3 separate regions of the Sus scrofa genome follow, and regions 1 and 2 are each linked to region 3. Evidence: chromatin contacts called from public Hi-C and promoter capture Hi-C data. All regions are on one chromosome and are shown on one strand. The core of a region is the stretch at or near the end of the contact, and the rest is flanking DNA. Distances in the headings are between cores, read along the strand shown. Region 1 overlaps MAN1C1 (mannosyl-oligosaccharide 1,2-alpha-mannosidase IC). Region 2 holds the start of SYF2 (pre-mRNA-splicing factor SYF2). Region 3 has its middle 31 kb from the start of LDLRAP1.

Region 1 (3,696 bases), core at 104-2,603, 190 kb after region 3:
TGGATCTGGTTTTAGGAAGACAGGTCAGGGACAGTGTACAGGGTGAATTGGAGTGGAAGGGAGGGGTCCTGGAAGTAGGTAGACCCTTTCAGAGGCAGGGGCACATTCAAGTCAGGGGTACAAAGGCTCAGCAGCAGATGCAGGTGGGACCCATATGACGCTTTTCCCTTAATTTCGGCCAAGGCTTTTGCAAGCTGCGCCTCATGCCCACACTGCCCTACAGGGTGGGGAAAAGCCATACTGCAGGAGCATCACAAAGTCTCAGCGACCCCAGAAGCCGTTGTGGAAGGGCTGCCCAGGACCAGCTTCTGTTTATGGGGGCAAGCTCACATGTACCCAACGTTGTGCTACCTCCTTTCCATCCACTGCCCCATTTATCCCTCCCAGCAGCCTTACGAGGTGGGTCCTACTATAATTTCCATTTTGCAGATGAGAAAAATGGGGCTCAGTGAGGTATAGTGACTTGCGCTTGTACACAGCTTATGCATAATTGAGCCAGGATTTGAATCAGCATCTCCCTGGCCAGGCCAGTGTTTCAAGGGGAGCTAAGGACCCCCAGAGATAAGAACAATGAATTGATTTGTCAAGCACTTACTCTGTGCCAGGCATGTGTAGATGTCTTTATCAGATGTATTATATGATACCGTTACCCACCAGCTCAGGAACCCTCAGTGGCTCCCTAGTACCCCAGCCCAGTGGTCTTCACCTCATTTTACAGGTGAGAACTTTAACACTGACAACAAATGTGTTGCTGGCCCAAGTCCGGATTTGAACCCAAAGATGTGTTCTTTTAACAGATCTCACTGCCTCCTGCCTGTCAGGAAGGGGAGGGAGCGGGGGTCCTTTGTGCACAGCGAGGGTTCCAGACCCAGGAACCAAAGCTTCCAGGCGGGCTGCCTGACTGTCCGTGCCCGTTGGGGGTCTGTTTACTGAATGGGCAAGTGTCTTTTTCCCCCGGGGAGCTCCCCAGGCCGCTGCAGGTGCAGATAGAGTTGAATCCAGGATAGGGCCTTCTCTCCTGCCCAGCCTGGCCGCCAGGTAACCCCTGGCCTGAAAGAAAAAGCGTTCCAATAAGTGACTTCCTGGCCTGCAGCCTAGCCGTGTTGGGGAGGGGGCGGGGGCGGGGAGGAGAGGAGGCCTCAGGAACCCAAGAGCAGGGGCAGAACTTGCCAACAGATCTCTTAGCGAGCTGCCTCGGGAGTGTTTAGGAAGGATAGCTGGTCATGAGGTGCCCTGGCTGCCCTCCCGGCCCAGCTGAGGCCGTGGGGACTCTGGGCTCAGGGTCGGCCCAGGGGACAGAGGGCCCGTGGGGTGAAAACACCAGGCAGCCTGGGGCAGGATTCAGAAATCAGATACTCCGGGCCTCCCCTCCCTTGGCCTTGAAGGACACACAGCCTGGGCTCCTCTTCACTGGTCAGAGCAGCCTCCTGCCCCTGCGGGGGAGGGGTTAGCAAGCAGAGCTGAAATTGTCTTCACGGGGAATTGAAGGCCCCTTTCCTTGTGGAAAACACACCACACTGGGCCCTGGCTGGGGCTCCACGCCTCCCTCAGTCTTATCTGGGGCGGGACCTCCCTGGGGTCCTCATCTATGAAATTTAGGGGTAAGGGAGTGGGATCTCAGAAACCCCTCCAGGCCTTTAAGAAGTCAGGTTTGAGGCCCCGTGGTTAACAGGAAGAGGGCCTGGCTTCAGAGCCAGGAGTATGGACACCAGGACTCTCTCAGCCTCTGTCCACATGTGGCCCATCAATGCCCCAAGGCCTGGGCACCTCAGGCGGGTAAGGAGTTCCCTTGAACTGTGTTCAGCCTTGGACACCTACAGGGGAGGCAGCCAGGATAAACCAGGAAAAGATCAACTTTGTTTGGCTTTGAGTACGTTTGCCTACTAATCCCTAAGTGTAGGAAGGATTGACACTCTGGAAATTCACTTCAACCCAAGTGCCAAAGCCATCCCAGGACACGTGCCTCTGGATTGCAAAGCGTCCGCGTGCCCCCACCCTTCCCTCCCTCCACTCTTCCTGGCAAACCCTCCCTTCTGGAAATGGGTCTTTAACCTCCAACTTCTCCTGGATCTCCCTCCCATCCTTTTCCGGGCCATGCCTTTTTTTAATTTATTAGACCTTGCCCAGTCTAGAGAGGCGGTTAAGTGTTTGGGTTTCACAAGGATTCTCTGCCTGCAAAGTCAACACGAGTGAGCAGCTAGGGAAGCACTAATTAAGGAGATTAAATGTGAACTCTGAATGCGGGAGAGGGGGGCCACAAAGCCGTGCTTCAGACTCAAGTGGGGCCCGCGGCGCCTGTCAGCAAGCTCTTGTGTTCACTGGGGGAAGTTGGAGCCCCTGTGTCTCAATGCTTTGAGCCTATGCAAGGAGGACACTGAAGAAACAATTGCTCCTCTTAAGCTACCCTCTAGTCCCTAAAAGAAATTGCTGCTGCCTGCAATGACTGTACTCAGAAGGAGTTGATTGGAGGCTGCCATCTCTTCGGAAGCCCTCCAGATGGCACCAAGCAAGCTCCTCCCCCGCCCCGTCACCGTCCTCTACCAGCCAGGCCCTGGCTGTCCCTCATGGGAATGTCGTCTTCGTCACTCTGCTATCCAGTCTGTGATGTGGAAAACTGCTCCATTTTCTCAGCCTTTATTTCCAGGACAAGATTCTAAGGCCCCGAGGCAGGGGCCAAGCCTGGTAGCTCATGCTTTATGTACTCACGGGCTTAGAGCAAGAGTGGCCACGGAATCTTTGGGTTTTGCATTTGTTGGTTGCTTTGCCCAAACTGTTTCCAAGAAAGAAAGGGAAGGAAGGAAGGAAGAGAAATTAATTAATTTCTGGTTATAAAAATAATCCATGAGCTGAAGAAATCAAGAAGCACCTATAATCCCAGCATAGAGAGGAGATAGCCACTGAATCATGTCCTGCCAGACTTAATTGTGTCCATGGTGGCATACAGTAAAGAAATTCTATTGCCTTTTTTTTTTTCAATCTACTTTTTTTTTAGTTTAACAGATCCCATGGATGGTGCCCCAGCTAACACAGGTCTTCCTCACCTGTGTGCATGTCTGCATAGTGTCCTATTTTATATACAAGCCACAATGGGTATAACGAATCCACTATTGTTGGACTTGAGGGTTTTTTTCCCCAACTTTCACCCATTATATGCTGCAATAAGTATCTTTCTGGATCGATATTTATGAACATCTTTTTTTCCTTAGAATAAATTAAGAAATGGAATTGAGGAGTTCCCGTCGTGGCGCAGTGGTTAACGAATCCGACTGGGAACCATGATGTTGTGGGTTCGATCCCTGCCCTTGCTCAGTGGGTTGAGGATCCGGCGTTGCCATGAGCTGTGGTGTAGGTCGCCGACGCAGCTTGGATCCCGCGTTGCTGTGGCTCTGGCATAGGCCGGTGGCTACAGCTCCAATTGGACCCCTAGCCTGGGAACCTCCATATGCTGCGGGAGCAGCCCAAGAAATGGCAAAAAGACAAAAAAAAGAAAAAGAAAAAAAGAAATGAAATTGAAGAGTCAGAGGACTGGAACATTTGTTATGATTCTGTAGACCCCCAAGTCAGTTCATCTGCCCCATCCCCGCCACCCCCAGCCTCAGAGAAAGGTGGCAGATGCCTGGCTGGCACTGATGGTTGACTTGCTGGCAGACATAAGAGTGGACCAAGTTCTGGGAAATGGCTCAGCCATTAAACTTG
Region 2 (3,684 bases), core at 598-3,097, 160 kb before region 3:
GAAGGAGCTATTTTCAGGGTTTGAGTTTGTATTGGGTGACTAGGGGGACAAGGTTTAAAGAAGCATGACTCTGCTCTGAATCAGGCACTGTAAGAAAGCCAGGACATTCTATGATTGGTATCTTTAGTTTTCATATAGGAGCCAAGGTAACTGAGTGAGACTAGTTGTACTTGTCACTGGTGTTAGCAGAAGAAGGTGCTGTGTGGTCATTTCTGTGGTTGGCACAGTCTTGTTTTTGTTACACTCTGATAGAGTGATAGAGTGATGTTGGGAGTTTTATGAAACCATGGCAAAGCTGTCAGGCCACTGAGTTGAAACAGTCAAGAAATGCTTTTTTGTTTCTTGGCTCCAACTGTAGCCAATTGTTTGCTGGACTCCTATCTCAGATATGAATTCTCTTCCATTGCATTTCTTCCCTTTGTGTACATATTTTGGTTTTGTTTTTGTCTTTCTGCCATTTCTAGGGCCGCTCCTGCAGCATATGGAGGTTTCCAGGCTAGGGGGTAGAATCGGAGAAGTAGCTGCTGGCCTACGCCACAGCCACAGAAACGCGGGATCCAAGCTGTATCTGCGCCCCACACCACAGCTCAGGGCAACGCCAGATCCTTAACCCACTGAGCAAGGCCAGGGATCAAACTCACAACCTCTTGGTTCCTAGACGGATTTGTTAACCACTGAGCCACAATGGGAACTCCGCCTTTGTGTAAATATTTTGGACATTTCATTTTTATGTTAATATCTTACTCATCTTTCAAGCAGTAGTTTAGGTGTCATCTCTTATAGGAGACACTCCCTGAGGTCCCCCAAACTGCAACAATATCTCCTCCTCTGCACTCCCAAGGTTCTTTGTTCCTATCTCAATTTTACAACATATATTTTTTAACAATATTTACAATATAATTTTTTAACAACAGTGTAATTTCTAGCCAGAAAATTCTCTCCTCGACTTAAGAACAGAGGCCTTATCTTACTCATCTGGTTCCCCACCAACTAGCTGAACTACTGACCCTACAGACTTTCCGAGATTTGCTGAGTACTTTTCAATGAAGCGACAACCAACTCTTGCTAACATGGACGAGTTTCTTCCATATATATTTCCCTAGATACAATGAAGAGTTTATACAAATCACACAGCAGGGAGGTTGTTAGTAAGATAAATGCCCAAACCAGCCCAACTAAGTTAAAACAGATGTGGGTGGGAGGAGGGCTGGAGAGAGCATGTCCCTTTCCAAAAGTGACTCCAATGTACTGCGAGGGTTGAGAACTACCGGAACGGAACTTTTATCCTGCCCTGCGGGCCTGTCACACGCGCGGGCGCGGCCTCCTCGTCCCTCCAGAAACGCGCACGGCCCCGGCCGGGTAAAAGGTCTCAGCGGGCCTCTCTGGCTACTCACCCGCTTCAGATGCAGTTCCCGGAATTTGCGCAGTCTCTGTTCGCGCTTCTGGGCGGCTAGCTCCTCGGGCCCCAGTGGGGGCTGCTGCTCTTCTGCGCCGTTCCCCGGCACCTACAGCGAGGAGGACAGGCTAGAGTGGGGCCAGTTCGACTTCTTCCCGGAAGGCCCAAGCGATTCCCCACAAGTCCCACCAGGCCGGAAGCTCAGAGCCGACCCAGACCCCACAGTAGCTGTACTTTCCTAGTCTGAAACACAAGCATCTCCTCCACCTCTCGCCCTTGCCAACCACCGGCGCCCTAACTAAAACCCCTGGGTAAGGCCGGCGTCACTTACCTTCTCGACCAGAGTAGCAGCCGCCATTACAGCCTTTCCTTTCCCACTTCCGGCAACAACTCGGAGCACTTCCGCCAGCCTTTGGACTGCCGCGTCAGTACAGGTTAGTAACTAGCGTAAGTCCCGCCCCTTCCAGGAAGCCTCAGGCAATTGGGACGAATCTTTGCCTCTTTCAGACGTGAGAGGTTTTCTATTGGGCAAGGCCTTGCGCAGCCGCAAAAGGCCCGGGGACGGGGAGGGGCGAGTTGGAAAAGGGTGTGAAGTGTTGCGGAAAGATTGACTGGGTAGGAATGGCCTAATGGGGGTACGGTGCAAAGTCGCCTCAACTGTGTATTGTACTCTTCAACGGAAAGGGCTTTCCCTTTAGCGCTTAGCTTCCGTGTCACCTCCTCCGAAGCAGGTCTTCCCTGACGACGCTGTTTCGCGTAGGCCCTAGGGACCGTCATATGGCAGTATTTTAAGATATTTTTCTCATCTGTTCTTTTTTCTTTTCCCCCAACGTTATAAACTGCAGGAGAGCAGGGCCTGTCCCGTCCTGTTCCTTCTTCCGTGCCTAGCAGGGAGACTGAGCCAGAATTAATAAGAGTTGAAGATATTAATATAATTCGGTAAGATTCTGGAAACAGGAGGAATATACGAAAATATTTTTTCTTCACTAAAACTTAATTAGAGGTGGAAATGAAAAAGTAATCCTCCAAATGAAAAGATACCTAGATATAAGATTTGAATGATAGCCGGAAGAAAGAAATGAAATAATTTGAAATACAGAAAGTTAAATTTCCAGGGAGTTCCCGCCGTGGCGCAATGGTTAACGAATCTCACTAGGAACCATGAGGTTGCAGGTTCGTTCCCCAGCCTTGCTCAGTGGGTTAAGGATCCGGCATTGCCGTGAGCTGTGGTGTGGGGCGCAGATACAGCTCGGATCCTGCGTTGCTGTGGCTCTGGCATAGGCTGGTGGCTACAGCTCCGATTAGACCCTTAGCCTGGGAACCTCCATATGCCGTAGGAGTGGCTCAAGAAAATGCAAAAAGACAGAAGAAAAAAAAAAAGTTAAATTTCCATTAATAACGAAGGGATTTCTGGTTGGAAGACAAAATATAAACATAATAGTACAAGGGTATCTCAGTATAAATGTGATGTTATTCTGTCAGAATCTCAGTGGGTTATTGTTTTTGTTTTTTGGAACTGGAAAATACCATGACAAAAATCTTTAAGTTCGGAGTTCCCGTCGTGGCTCAGAGGTTAACGAACCCAACTAGTATCCATGAGGACACGGGTTCGATCCCTGGCCTCACTCAGTGGGTTAAGGATCTGGTGTTGCCGTGAGCTGTGGTATATAGGCCAGCAGCTGTAACTCCGATTGGACCCCTAGCCTGGGAACCTCCAATGCCTTGGGTGCGGCCCTAAAAAAAACCAAAACAACCAACAACAAAACAAATATTGCGGGTAGTATTAATGACCAGGGTTCTTAGACTGTGTAATCAGTAGAAATTGATAAGAGGACAGATGAGAAATTCAGGCATGACTTTTATTAGGATTTGTACTGCAGCAGGAAGGAGTGAAAACGAGAAATAGGTGCCCTTGCTTGTTCCCTGAGGGGGACAGGGAGCTGGTCCTTTATTTGGGGTGAGGGTAGGAGCTGATCCATGTGTCCCCGCTGAAGGGGCTGCCTAGGTGGTCGGCCCAGCCCCTTGGTGGCGCTGTGTGCAGGGATCATGCACAGTACTCTGCTTTTGCTCCCAACACCTCAGAAGTGGCAGTTGAGTTTTTGGTCTTTTTGTATCTTGTTCACAATTTGCCCCAGTTATTTTTAATCCCCTATAGTTTCTTTGTATGCTGTTGCTCAAAGAGAGGTCGAGGTGCAAGCCCTGCACCAGAAGGTCTCAGGTTTCAGTTCCCTAGCCTAGGAACCTCCATATGCTGCTGATAAGGCACTAAAAAGACAAAAACAAAAACA
Region 3 (3,711 bases), core at 52-2,551:
CTCGTCGGGCTGCTTTGTGACCAGCACCCTATTGGGTTTCCTATGTGTCACAGATCCTGAACTGCCCTCGCAGGTAACCTCTTCGGTAGTCCTCCCTTGTTTCTAGAGGCTTTGTTTTTGTCCTCTGAGAAGCCAGCTGCCTCTCTCGGCCTTTGTTACAATTGATCTTGGCTTCAGTTTTGGAAAATACTGCTCTTGGCACCTCACCCCCTGTCCCTGTGGCTGGATAGCCTTCCTGAGTCTGGGCCGTTGAGGCGCTTGCAGACACACCACACTTGATACTGGGAGCAGCGCTCCCTGGGGAACCTCCTCGGCCTGGCATTTGCCTTCGCCTTCCCTGAAGGCATGTGTCTGCCTCCAGCATTCTCACTGTCATGTTCTTTTCCACCAAAGAGCTCTCCAGTTGTTTGTGTTATTTTAGGCCCATCATAAAATGGTTCCCTTTTAGTACAATATAATTTATTACATGCCATAAAACAGGATTTGCCATTCTGGATGGTTAAATAGCTAAGGAAAGAATGGACTGCGTGTGCTTTGGCTGAATAACCTCTTTGATGACATCTCCTAACTTGACAGAAGGAAATACCTGTTGTGTGCCCCTTCCCTCAGCATCTTTCCAAGACATCTCACAAGATGAGAATGAACGGTTCCTCAGGCTCCCAGCCTGAAGGCAGGGCAGAGTCCTTCTGCCCTCCCAGTTCCCCAGGCTCCCTGGGCTGTATTAACCGGGCTGTGCAAGGCCACCTGGATGGGCTGAACATGCCTCACAACTGCTCTCAGGTTGCTTCTGGCAAAATTCACACCACGCCAAAGGGAGGTGAGGAGGTAAACCGGAAACCCACCTTAAAGCCAATGAATGCAGTGAAGGCCAGCCAGGCAGCTGTTTTCAGGTGGGCCGCAGTAGCTAGACCTGGCTAGGATAAGGAGCCCCTGAGTTCTCGAGATGCCTCCTTGGCTGTGACTCAGTGATGCTGACTGCTGAGCAGGTTTCTTCACAGGCCTGCCTCTCCCCTCTGCAAAGCTCCTCGTCTGCTCCAGGCCTAGCCAAGCCCTGTGGATGGGAGTCTGCTCCCTGCTGTGCCCCAGCAATCTGTGACCCCCTCCCCTTAACCTCTCTGGGGTGGGGGCTGTTTCCTCACCTTTAAGAAGGAGAATTGTTCCTGGCTGCCCTGACTGCAGAAGGAGCTGCTGTGGGAATTAGGTGAAGTGACGACAAACAGGCTCTGCCAGCCAGGGCCTCCAATGGCGAGGTCAGGGGCTGAAGCTGGCAGTGGTGGTGAGGCGGGGCCTGCCTGGAATCCGAGTTCCCAGCAAGCCCCGCCCCGCCCTCTGCGGCCTGACTCCCTGGGGAGCTCCTCACCAGTGTGGTCCACACCTCGGGCCTGCCCCGCTTCAATGTCTCCAGGTGATTCAGTTGTTTATGCATAGTTTAGAAGCCCCAACCTGAGCTGACTTTCCTAATTCGAAGACTCAACACTGTCCCTCTCTGCTAGTTCAGAAGCAGCCAACACTCAAAAGCAGACAAAGCTTCAAAAATTAAGAGCTTAATTGATGAGGGGCAAGCTGGAGATGGAAATCTCAAATGTTACACATTTTCCTGCTTTTGTTGTCTCTCCCCTCCATTACAATGTAAACTCTACAAAGGCAGGAATTTTTGCTTGTTTATTTACTGCTATAACCCCAGAACCTAGAGCAATGACTGCCACGTAGCATGTGCTCAATGAATACTTACTGAATGAATATAGTTAATTAATAGATTAGACATGTAACCTGAAATACGGTGTCTTACCTGGATCAGAACACCCCTGCAATCATACTATTCGAATGACAGTATAAACAGAACTCTTTCTAGGAGAGGAGAAAATTTGAAGTGGAATATTCACCGTGACATCTTCCATCTGCCTGTCTCGAGTTGCTGCTGAAGCCTTGTTTTGCTTGATTTGTCTCTACAAACTCCTGCTTGACTTTGCCAGGTGCGAAGATTTCCTAAACAGCTGGATGCCCTGAGAACAATCACGTCTCCATCAGGAAAACCTCACTGCTGGAAGCTGCTGGGGGCCTAGCCGTTTTTAGCCAAGTGGCGCCTCAGACCCGATTTCCCCAAGTGCTGGCACCACTGCACCTGACCTCAGTGTGGGGCTTTTTCATTTTGACAGTCTTCAAATTGTAAAACAGAAATCCTTCTCCAGGAAGGTACCTGCTTAAAGACTGATCCATTTGCCCAAGGGAACCACATTTCTTTTCTTGGCTCCCTTCTTCTTTGGGCTTACTTTGTTCCTGCTTTAGTCCTACTTCAGTGTTTGCCTTTCATTCCTCTGCCTCTGCCTGAAGTTCGTTCTTTTTATTCCCTCAGGATGGGCTTGCTAGGGTTCTGGAATCATCTGCCATTATACCTCTGATCTCTGTCCTAAGAATCCCAGGCTTAGCATCAACATGGTGTGGCCTTTTAAGCCCCATCCAAGAAGCTCAGACAGGTTTCCTCTGGGCCATGGTCCATTCTGCCCCTGTTCCGAAGCTCTGCAAGCCTCCAGACACCTTCTGGCGGGGACTTCAATGAGGTGTGTTTGGCCGGCGGTGTTGTCAGCAGAGTCGGCTTTTCAACATTCCCTTCCCCTTTGTCCTCAGAACTTGTGCTGTTTTGGCACATTATCTGGTACCAGGCCCACATTTACCTAAAACAGTGGTTCTCAAACTTTAGGGTTCATCAGAAGTGCCTGCTTAATGGCTTGTTAAAATGTAAATTGCCGCGCCCCCACCCTCGGAGATTCTGATTCAGGAGGGTTGGGAGAGAACGTGAACATCCGGGTTTTGAACAAGTTCCCAGGTAAGGCTTCGTCCCTGGGACCCCCTGTGGGAATCACTGACTGGAGAGCAAGGCTGGGCCCTGGGGCCCAGCCCTGCCTGCAGCCAGCCCCTCTGGCTGCCACTAGAGGGCACATGCGGTCTTAGCAAGAGGCCCTCTCACCTCCAGTGCCAGCTCCACTGGACAGCAGAGGTTCTTCCCTAAAGATTTCTTTCTTTTTAATTATAAGTTTTGTTACTATGTATTAGGAAGAAATACTGATTTTAAAAAATAAGACAGGTTCTCAAAGTCTGTCTCTGACAATCATTAATGGTCTGAGGGACCAGCCTTGCGATGGAACTCAGAGTTCCCACTGTAGCGCAGCAGAAACAAATCCGACCAGGAACCATGAGGTTGCGGGTTCGATCCTTGGCCTTGCTCAGTGGGTTAAGGATCTGGCATTGCCATGAGCTGTGGTGTAGGTTGGAGACGCGGCTCGGATCCTGCATTGCTGTGATGTAGGCCAGTGGGGCTGCAGCTCTGATCAGACCCCCTAGTCTGGGAACCTCTATATGCCATGGGTGCAGCCCTAAAAAGGACAAAAAGATAAAAAGACATGGAACTCTGTTTCCATAAAGACTTCCAGGGGCATCCCACCCCCCAGCACAGTAAAGCGGGGACTTTCTTTCAGAACATCCTAGAATCATTCTGTATTCAGAACCCAATTATAGGTGATTTTCATTTTCTTCTTTATATTTCACTGTATATTCCAAATTTTCCACAACAAATTTACTATTACCTTTATAATAAAAGTAATGGTTTTTGAAACACATTTTAAATGTAATTAAAAGCCAAAACAGCAACAAAGCATTTGAAAGTGGGAGATTTCTAGATTTTGTTTTGTTTTCTACTGAGAAGGGCAGATCTGA

What was found. Promoter capture Hi-C pulls out the DNA fragments that hold promoters and counts their contacts. A called contact is a pair of places that touch in the nucleus more often than the background predicts.
Region 1: a contact with region 3 is called in a Hi-C map of mesenteric adipose tissue, with 1.5 times the contacts expected there. The contact joins two enhancer-like sites. A contact is called at or near these places in 7 of 47 Hi-C or Micro-C datasets (alveolar macrophages, embryonic fibroblasts, mesenteric adipose tissue and 2 more) and 1 of 2 datasets of contacts at active chromatin or transcription factors (skeletal muscle).
Region 2: a promoter capture Hi-C map of fetal liver shows a contact between it and region 3, with 2.9 times the contacts expected there. The contact joins the promoter of SYF2 here to the enhancer-like site in region 3. A contact is called at or near these places in 2 of 5 promoter capture datasets (fetal liver and liver), 9 of 47 Hi-C or Micro-C datasets (alveolar macrophages, embryonic fibroblasts, fetal heart ventricle and 6 more) and 2 of 2 datasets of contacts at active chromatin or transcription factors (alveolar macrophages and skeletal muscle).

What each region holds. Positions count from the first base shown.
Region 1 is chr6:83,191,143-83,194,838 of Sscrofa11.1, forward strand. All of the region lies in intron 2 of MAN1C1 (mannosyl-oligosaccharide 1,2-alpha-mannosidase IC), which reads left to right. Among named protein-coding and RNA genes, the nearest start is that of SELENON, 54 kb to the right of the region's middle. Within about 2 kb of position 1,354, at least 23 of the 83 cell types and tissues checked have an H3K27ac peak or open chromatin away from gene starts, as enhancers often do. A contact at or near this core is called in mesenteric adipose tissue and skeletal muscle, where this site is marked.
Region 2 is chr6:82,841,637-82,845,320 of Sscrofa11.1, forward strand. SYF2 (pre-mRNA-splicing factor SYF2) reads right to left here and starts at 1,848. Exons shown (of 7, transcript XM_021095593.1): 1 at 1,728-1,848; 2 at 1,395-1,505. The coding sequence starts at 1,754.
Region 3 is chr6:82,997,575-83,001,285 of Sscrofa11.1, forward strand. No RefSeq gene overlaps it. Among named protein-coding and RNA genes, the nearest start is that of LDLRAP1, 31 kb to the right of the region's middle. Within about 2 kb of position 1,302, at least 22 of the 83 cell types and tissues checked have an H3K27ac peak or open chromatin away from gene starts, as enhancers often do. A contact at or near this core is called in fetal liver, liver, mesenteric adipose tissue and 3 more, where this site is marked.